Linked DNA regions of Oryctolagus cuniculus: region 2 is linked to region 1. Evidence: chromatin contacts called from public Micro-C data. All regions are on one chromosome and are shown on one strand. Each heading gives the region's core, a stretch centred on a gene start, on an enhancer-like site or on the middle of the called end of the contact. The rest is flanking DNA. Distances are from core to core; before and after follow the strand shown. Region 1 holds the start of ATP6V0C (ATPase H+ transporting V0 subunit c). Region 2 holds the start of LOC100346422 (ATP-binding cassette sub-family A member 17).

Region 1 (4,155 bases), core at 820-3,319:
GCCAGAGCAGCAGGAGGCAACAGCGGCCCAGGCCTGGGCAGCCCGCGCACGTCCAGGAGGGCCCCGGGCCCGACCAGGCGCCAACAGCGGGCCTCCTGTGGGGGCCGCAGAGGAGTCAGGAGTTCCGGAACCACCAGCAGGTAGAGGGTGCCCACAAGGAGGAAGTCATGAACGTGGAAGGAGAGCCAGTGACAGCTCTGTGGAAGACATGATGGAGGCTTCGACAGGGTGACAGTCATAAGACAAAAGGGGAAGCCGCATGTGACCGGGGCAGGGCCTTGTGCAAGGCAGGCCACGGGCTGGAGCCTGCAGTCGGCCGGCAGCGACACCTGGGCGCACGCGCGGACACGGAGCCTTGGAGAGGCCCCTAGGCCCGCAGAAGCGAGGTCTGAGGCGGTCCATCTGGCCCGAGAGCCTGGCCTCCACGGGCCTATCAGCCTGGGGCAGCTGGAGTGGAGCTGAAGCCAGCGGCCGCCCGCCCTCAACCACGGCCTCGCGGCACAGACACCACGTGCAGGGCGTGGACGGAAGGCGGCCGGGGCGCCAGGGCCACCTGGACAGGGGTCCTGCTGCCCCAGGACCCCATCAAGGGCTGCCGAATGAATGACCACCCGGTGGCCAGGGCAGCATCTCCATAGGCGCGGGGGCGGGGCGGCCCAGCAGTCTGTCCCGAGGAGCCGCCTGGGGAGAAGGGGAAGTCTAGACCACAGCAGTCCCGCCACAAATGACCCCTTCTCCCCGCAGGCTGGGAGGGGCGGCCGCTCGGCATCCCGTGACGCCCGGCAGGCCCAGGAGCACCCCGGCCCCCGGCCCACAGGTGTTTACAGTCAGCAGAGGCTGTTTGGAGTTCAAACCCTCCGCATACCTGCACCGGGAGGGTGCGGCAGGGCGGGCCGGGGCAGGGTCAGTGAAAACCTCGGGGAGGGGGGAGGCCCAGGCCAGGCCAGGCCACAGGGGCTGCGACCTGGGTTCACACTCCCGGCCTGGGCTCTCCAGGACCCTTCATGCCCAGCCTCAAACGCAGGGCCCCCAGCCCCCCACCCCGGGCTGGGCGGAGGAGGAAGGTCATTCACTCCGTGTCCATTCATCAGGTCCAGGAGGCCAGACTCCCGCCCGAGGCGCACGGCCGGCAACGCGCATGCCCCGGGCCCCCCTCGCACCCACCTCCCGGCACTGACCCGCGGCAGCCCCTCCACTCAGCTTTCCCACGCAGCCCACACAGACGGCGCGACTGGGAAACCGAGCCGAGCCCGAACCGGAAGCACCTGACCCGGGTCCAGACCCACCTGCGCCTCGCCATCCGAGCCGCCACAAAGGCGCGGCCGCGGACCCTCGCGGGAGGCACAGGCTGCCTGCGGCCAGGGCAGCGCCGGGGACGCCCCCGCCGCGCCGGGCGCCGGGGGCGGGGAGCTGTCCGAGGTGTGATGTCACACCTGCCCCCAAACGGGGCCGCGCAGAGCGGGCGCAGCGCCGCGCGCCGCCCCCCGCGCCCCCACCCCAGCCTCCCTTTCGCCTCCCGGGGCTAAGATGGCAGCGCCGCCGCCCCACCCCCGCACTGACGCGGCCCGGCGGGCAGAGCCGCGGGCACGGGACCCCCGGGACCCCCGGGACCCGCACCCTGGGCAAGCCTGCACGCCCCGCTCGCCGGACACTCGACCCCCGCCCGCCGTCCGGCGAAGCCCGGGCACCCGCGACAGCCCGGGATTGCGTCAGAGTGACGTCACACGCCGGACCCCGGCGAGCTGCGGGCACGAACCCCGCGGGCGCCGCTGGCGAACCCCCGGACCCCCGGCTCCCTCCTGCCGCGGCGCTCACCGCTGAAGATCATGGCGGACGAGGCGCCCATGACGGCGAAAAACGCAGCATACTCGGGGTTGTTCTTGGCCTCGGACATGTCTGCGGGTGGGGAGGGGCTAGCTCAGCGGGCCGAGGCGGGGGGCGCGGGCGGCGGGCGGGCGGGCGAGAAGCAGACGGACCGTCGGCGGGGAAAGCGACCCGGCTCGTCAGCCGCTGCGCTCTAAATACCAGCACCGCAGAACAAAATGGCGGCCGCGGCCGCGTCACATGACCCGGGCCCCGCCCCTGGGGCCGCGCCATTTCGCGCCGGTGGGGAGCCACGGCGCCGGGACCCCGCTGACCGCCCCGGGCCTGGGCCGCGGGAGCACGCCCGCCCGGGCTCGGACGCCTGCCCCGCCCCGGCCCGCCGCGGCCTCCGTGGTCCGCGGCCGGGCGCCGGCCGCCCCCAGAACCCTGCGGCGTTGGGCTCGTCCGGCTCCCGGGCCGGGCCGGGGCGGGGTCTGATTAGCATGCGGGGCGGGGCCTCTTGGCGCCCCGCCCCTTCTGCGGCTGCGCGGAGCCCGCAGGTGTTCGGTTCCGACAGACGCTTTTCTTCGCGTTCCTGGCGTGCATTCCCGGCGCCTCCTTGCGCGTCTGTGTTCTCACGGCCTTGGCCCAGGAACGATCCGACTCCCCCGGACGCCAGGCTGGACCTCGGGTCTCTGGGGCGAGCAGAGGAGCCGGGGCGCCGGCCGCCGCCTCCACCCGCCCGCGGCTCCCCAGCCTCTGGCTGCAGCCCTGCTGTCTTCCCGGGTCCCCTCCCCTCTCTCCTGCAGTCCCAGGCACCGCGTCCGCTGGCCCGGCTGCTGGCGACGTCGCCCCTGTCCGCACCCACGCCTCGGTGGTGGTGGTGGGGGGTGCCTGCCCCCCGAGGTGTGCGTGACTGATTGGAAACCACCGGTTTGCCACTGAGGAAGCTGTCCCGGAGGTCCGCGCGTGTGCGGGCATCCCGGGCCTCCTGCCTGTCCCGGCAGCCCCCACGCCCTTAGGTCCCCCGTCCTGGAATGGAGTCCAGCCGTTCCCAGAGCCCCGGTGGCTGCCTTGTGCCCACAGCCGGCTCTGCCTGTCTGTTCCCACCCCACCTACAGGAGCCCTAGGTGGCTGCCCCTGGCCTGCCTTGGTCTCCTTGGAGCCCCCCACCCCATGGTCTCAGGGATAGAGGCCTCTCCTTGCGTGGCCTGGGTGCTGGTGGGGTTGCCACGGCTGGCCCGGGCCTGCCACCGGTTCCACCTGCCTCTCAACAGCACAGCGGCCCTCTCGTCTGGCCAGGGCTGCCACCTCTGGCACCAGCGGCGGCAAACGTGCCCGGGGCAACCTGTCGCATAGCAGAGGCGGCTGGGAGCCTCGCCCACCTCGAGCCGTCCTGCTGGGTGCTGGCTCTTGTAAAGAGGGATCCCTGCCACTGCCTCACCCCCCCTCACCCCCTGGCTCCTTGCCCTTGCCAAGGTCACCGATGCCGGCCATGCCTCTGCGCGGAGGGACATCTGTGAGGGTGTCCAAGGGGGCCTCTGCTCCCCCAGCAGCCACCCTGCTCTCCTACTCACTCCCTCGTCCACCAGAGGTCATGGGAGGAGCAAGGGCAGGCCCAGGCCCTGGTGCCGGCCTCCACAGCGGGTCCCTGGCTCTGCCCTTCCCCGGGGTGACCCTGGCCTCATCATGGCTTTGTCCCTGTCTACCTGCACCTTTCCAGTCTGGACTGCCCTGGTGAGGGAATACCCAGTGCCGCCCACACAACTGCCGGCAGGTGGGGTACAGGGCCAGGGCAGCCCAGACCAGGGAGAAGGTGCTGGCTCCGGTCAGGGTAGCCGCCTGGGGTGGGGGAGGGGAGGGCAGGCCACTGCCCAGGGTGGGCAGAGCGCTGCCCCAGGGAGCCACTTCCCTCCCAGGATCCGTCCTCGCTTTCTGCCCAAGTTCTGGTGTCTGAGGGGGCGGGCAGGCTGCCGGCTGCACTCCCACCCCGCCCACTGCAGCTACCTTCACATCTGGCCTGGCCTTGTCCCAGTCTCCAGCCCGCTCGGCCTGCCCCAAGCCCCCTCCGCCACCCCAGTCAGCCCAGCCCTCTCCCCACAGCCACACGACCCTCCCTGTCACCCGTGTCCCCGTCAGCACCAACTCTCCTCCGCCCTCCTCCCTGGGGATTCGCCCCTCCTCCAGAAGCCCTCCTGGGAGTCCCTGGGCCTCTGTTCCTATTCCATGGCGGGTATCATCACCTCCAACCTCAGCTCTCATTTGGGCACAAGGAACCGGGTCTAAGCAGGCCAAGGGCCCCTCCTGGGGTCAGCCAGCTGGCGAGTGGTGGAACTGAAACTGCAGCCGCAG
Region 2 (4,155 bases), core at 710-3,209, 160 kb after region 1:
TAGCTTTTTTTTTTTTTTAATATTGGGCATTGAGTCCAATTTGATGACTTTTTCACTAGCTGCTAAAGGGCATCAGAAGGGTCCAGCTCACTGTAGGCAACAATTTTTAACAGGAACCCCGAGCCGGAAATCTGTGTACCAGCCACCTCTTTGCTGGTGAGCTCCAGCTCCCCGCTTAGACTGCTTATACTAATGTCGGCAGCAGAGTTGAGAACAAAGATACAAAAGTAGTACTCTTTGCAGCTCTTCATCTAGGAAATACCCTTTTCCAGTAACCTGCCTCTCACCTTTCATCTAAGCGAAATTCTGAGTCCGACAGCTTTGTTCCTCCATTTGGTTATACACAACTGGAAAGGCTGGGGAAAACTTCAAGTTCTAACCAATCCAAGTTGGAAATCACAAAAACAGGTTTTTTGGGAGGAAAAAAAAAAGATTGAAGAAGAGGCAAGGTGAAGAGAAAAGCCAGTCAGTGGGCCAGGGTCACACACTCTGGCAGGGCCCAGAGGACAGGGTCTGGGGACATGGGCTGTGCAATCTGTGACCGAGGGGGAAACGTTTTTAAGGTGTTTGCTCCCCTCCACCCATCCGGTAACTGCCTTCGATGATCTTTTTCCCCGCATGCTCATGAGACAGACTAGTCGGAAAATATTCTATCATGTATTTGGCATTTATGTGCCAGGCATTGTGATAAGCAGTTAAACAGGCATTTGCTCCCACGACCCTCAAAAACAAAAGCAAAACCCTCCAGTATTAGTATTAGTATTAGCATTATATTAGTATTAGTATTAGTATTAGTATTAGTATTAGTATTAGTATTGTTACCGGTTGAAATCTAGGGATAAGGACATGGAGCTTCAGACAGGTGACACGACACCGCCACACCAGTCCGGGCAGGCCCCCCTGACTCCGTTTAACAGGCATTTGGCTGGAACCTCCCCGCGCCAGGCGCCCTGGGACCCGGGACACCCCGGGCGGCACACACAGCCCCGTCCTCGGCGTCCGCTTCGGGGCCCACAGACCACCACGCAAGGTAGCGCAGGGCTACAACAAAAGGGGCACACGCCCGCACCCCACGGCCCGAAGGAGCCCCAGGAGCGGCGGGGCGCAGGCCGCCGGCCTCTCACCGGGGGCGCGACTCGGCGTCGGGTCCGGCGGGGAGCGGGGACCCACTGGACCCGGTCCGCGGAAACTGTTGGCCGCGCGCTGCCCAGCTCTCCGTCCGGCGGCCCCACCCGCCCAGCCCCCGCCACGCCCGGGTGACCCCGAGCCCCTGAGGCTGTGGCCTTTGACCCCGTCACGCGAACCCCCCGCCCTCCTACCTGAGGTGACCCCGGCGTGCCCCCCCTCTCCTGAGGTGACCCTGAGTCCCTGAGGCTGTGGCCTTTGACCCCGTCACCAGGAACTCCCCGCCCTCCTACCTGAGGTGACCCCGGCATTCCCCCCCCCCCGCCCTCCTGAGGTGACCCCGAGCCCCTGCGGCTGTGGCCTTTGACCCCGTCACCAGGGACCCCCCCCCCGCCCTCCTACCTGAGGTGACCCCGGCGTGCCCCCCCCCGCCCTCCTGAGGTGACCTAGACCCCAGGCCACCCCCGGGACCCCCTGGCCTGAGGTGACCCCAGCGCCTCCCCGACCCCCCTGCAGCCCGAAACTACCCCCGGGACCCCCTGGCCTGAGCAGACCCCGACCCTTTGGGACCCTCCTGCCTGTGGTGACACCACGCGGCCACACCTGGGGATGCCGGACCGCCCCTAAACCCGCGGCCAGCCCGGAAGGGCCGGATCCAGAGGGTTCCTCGCTGTCCTTAGTGACAAGAGTAACGCGCCAGGCCACGCACAGACAGCGAGGAACGGGAAACGGAAAAACGGCCCAGAGGCGTCAAAGTTCTGTTTCGGAAGCACATGTAGGCCAGCGAGTCCTGCCGGCGTCCGCCTCGCCGCCCGTGTGGGCTTCCCGGGCGTCCCGCGCGCCGCGCGCCCCCTGTCGGACACGGGCGCGGGCGGGGCACTACGCACGCGCAGTTGAGTGGGTGCGAGGGAGCCGCGTACCCGCAGGGAGGACCGAATGCGCACGCGCCGTGCAGCGCGCCCCCCTCCGGACGGAGGGCAGGCGCGGAGCACTGCGCAGGCGCGGGTCGGTAAGGCTGAGGCGGCTGAAGCTGGCGGGGGTGGTCCGGCACCTGCAGGGGCGACGGTCTGCGCACGCGCGAGCCGGCGCTCCTCCTGCAGGAGCGGAGCCGCCCCGTGCGCCCGCAGGTCGCTGGTGGCAGGTGCCTGCTCTCCGGCGGGGCGGCCTGGGCGCTGTCACCGCCGGCCGCCGCAGCCCCTGCAGGGCTGGAGCAGAACCGGGGGTGCCGAGGGAGGGGACACTGCGAGAGGGCCGCGCGCCGGCCGCCGCCGCCCCGGCGCTGAGCGTCGGTGAGTGCCGCCGGGACCCCTGTTCGCGCGCTCGCTCCCAGGCTCGCGGCTCCGGGGCCGCGTCCACGCCCGGTCGGCTCTGCCCGCCCTCGTCCTCTCCCGCAGCCCCGCACCCCCGCCCCGAGGCGTCTCCCGCAGCCCCCGCCGCGCTGTTAGATTCGGGGCGCTTTGGGTGTGTCCACTTCCCTGCGGGCGCTGCTGCAGAAACTTGGTGCCCGCGGAGCCCTTTGTGCGTGCGGAGCCGAGAGGTGGACGAAGGCGCCGTCGCAGCAGGGCGCGGGCCTCCGCGCGCCGGGGGCTGGCATGGCGCCCGCGTCCCCGGCTGGGGCGAGGCGGGGCCGCGGGGACGCCCCGCTCCTCTCGGCGCAGGTGCCCGCAGCGGCAGGGAAGCGCCCCCGCCCCGCCCTGCCCTGCCGGACTCAGCCTGCGCCCGCCCGCCTCATTCCCGACGGTCCAGCCTGAGTGGCGTGAGTGTCCGCCACCCTCCCTGGGGTGGGCGCGGGCGGGGTGCGTGCGCCTACAGCTGGGGCTCTCTTCCCGGTGGGCCCCAAGCCCCAGAGGGCAGGGCCCGGTTTGGGCGCGGGGCTCCGGCAGGTGCACTGTGTGCGTTGTGTGGGGCGCGGCCCGCTGCGCCTCCTTGGGAGTGACACAGAGAAAGCTGTCCCTCCGAGGGCTGCTCTGTGCCTCCTGGCCTGTGGGCCAGGCTCTCCACGCGAGACAGGCACCGGGAAATGCTCGCGCAGCGAGTCACGGGGTCGGGTGCAGACCCGGGCGTGGCGCAGGGGTCACCTTCCTCTGGGTCCTCCTGAGCACCCGAAGCGTTTGAATCAGGAAGTTTTGCCCCTGCCTCTTGCACACTTGGGAAGACTCCGGCCGTTTTTGAAAGTTTGCCTCGTGGAAGCGTGAGAGAAAGGGGGGAATAGGTAAAAGTGCCGCGAGAATGCCCCTCACCCCACTTCTTTAAAAATTTACTCGAGACTGCTTTTCAGTTGCACACTTGGTTACTCTGACACACGGGACACCGGTTGCTCCGCCCGCCACGCTGAGACAGGACAGCCTTAGGAACGAGAGGGGTAGTGCCTGTGCCAGGCACCCCGGGGAGCCTGTCCTGACCTGGCAGGATGCAAGGGCCTGGGTAGACTCCTGGGCTGGCCTTTGCCCCAGCAGCCCTGCTTCCCAGCATGACCGGGGCCTGGTCTGTGGAGCCTGCCCCCGCGGACGGCCTCTTGGTGGATGGGGTCCTTGCCCCGGGAGCCTCAGGATGGAGCGGAAGGGACGGTCCATTCAGAAGGAGCCGTAATGTCGATGAGATCAGTGCCACAGCTCGTCCAGCAAAGTAGCTGTGGTGGCCACAGGTGGGGCTGGGGGGAGCAGCTTCAGCGACAGCACAAGGCCCCACCCCGGGCTGGATGTTAGACTCCCTGGGGAAATGTCCCTGTATCCACCCCAGAGCCCAGAATCTCCAGGGACCTCAGACTTTAGTTGTTGTTTTCCTAATTTTTATTGATCAATTTCCATTTTATTTGAAAGGCAGAGAGAGAGACAAATCTTCCAGGGGTCAGTGCTGTGGTGTAGCGGGTAAAGCCACTGCCTGCAGTGCCAGCATCCCATATGGGCACCAGTTCCTGTCCTGGCTGCTCCACTTCCAATCCAGCTCCCTGCTAAGGGCCTGGGAAAAGCAGTGGAAGATGACCCAAGTGTTTGGGCCTCTGGCACCCACGTGGGAGACCTGGCTGCTGAC

What was found. Hi-C and Micro-C count contacts between places; a contact is called where the count stands out from the background.
Region 2: a Micro-C map of ear pinna shows a contact between it and region 1, with 3 times the contacts expected there. The contact joins the promoter of LOC100346422 here to the promoter of ATP6V0C in region 1. A contact is called at or near these places in 2 of 6 Hi-C or Micro-C datasets (ear pinna and an unstated tissue).

What each region holds. Positions count from the first base shown.
Region 1 is chr19:32,798,248-32,802,402 of mOryCun1.1, forward strand. ATP6V0C (ATPase H+ transporting V0 subunit c) reads right to left here and starts at 2,070. Exons shown (of 3, transcript XM_070064099.1): 1 at 1,816-2,070. The coding sequence starts at 1,894.
Region 2 is chr19:32,961,015-32,965,169 of mOryCun1.1, forward strand. It overlaps LOC100346422 (ATP-binding cassette sub-family A member 17), which reads right to left and starts at 1,960. Exons shown (of 29, transcript XM_051836206.2): 1 at 1,729-1,960; 2 at 288-375. The coding sequence starts at 294. It overlaps LOC100345135 (phospholipid-transporting ATPase ABCA3), which reads left to right and starts at 2,118. Exons shown (of 32, transcript XM_070064106.1): 1 at 2,118-2,134.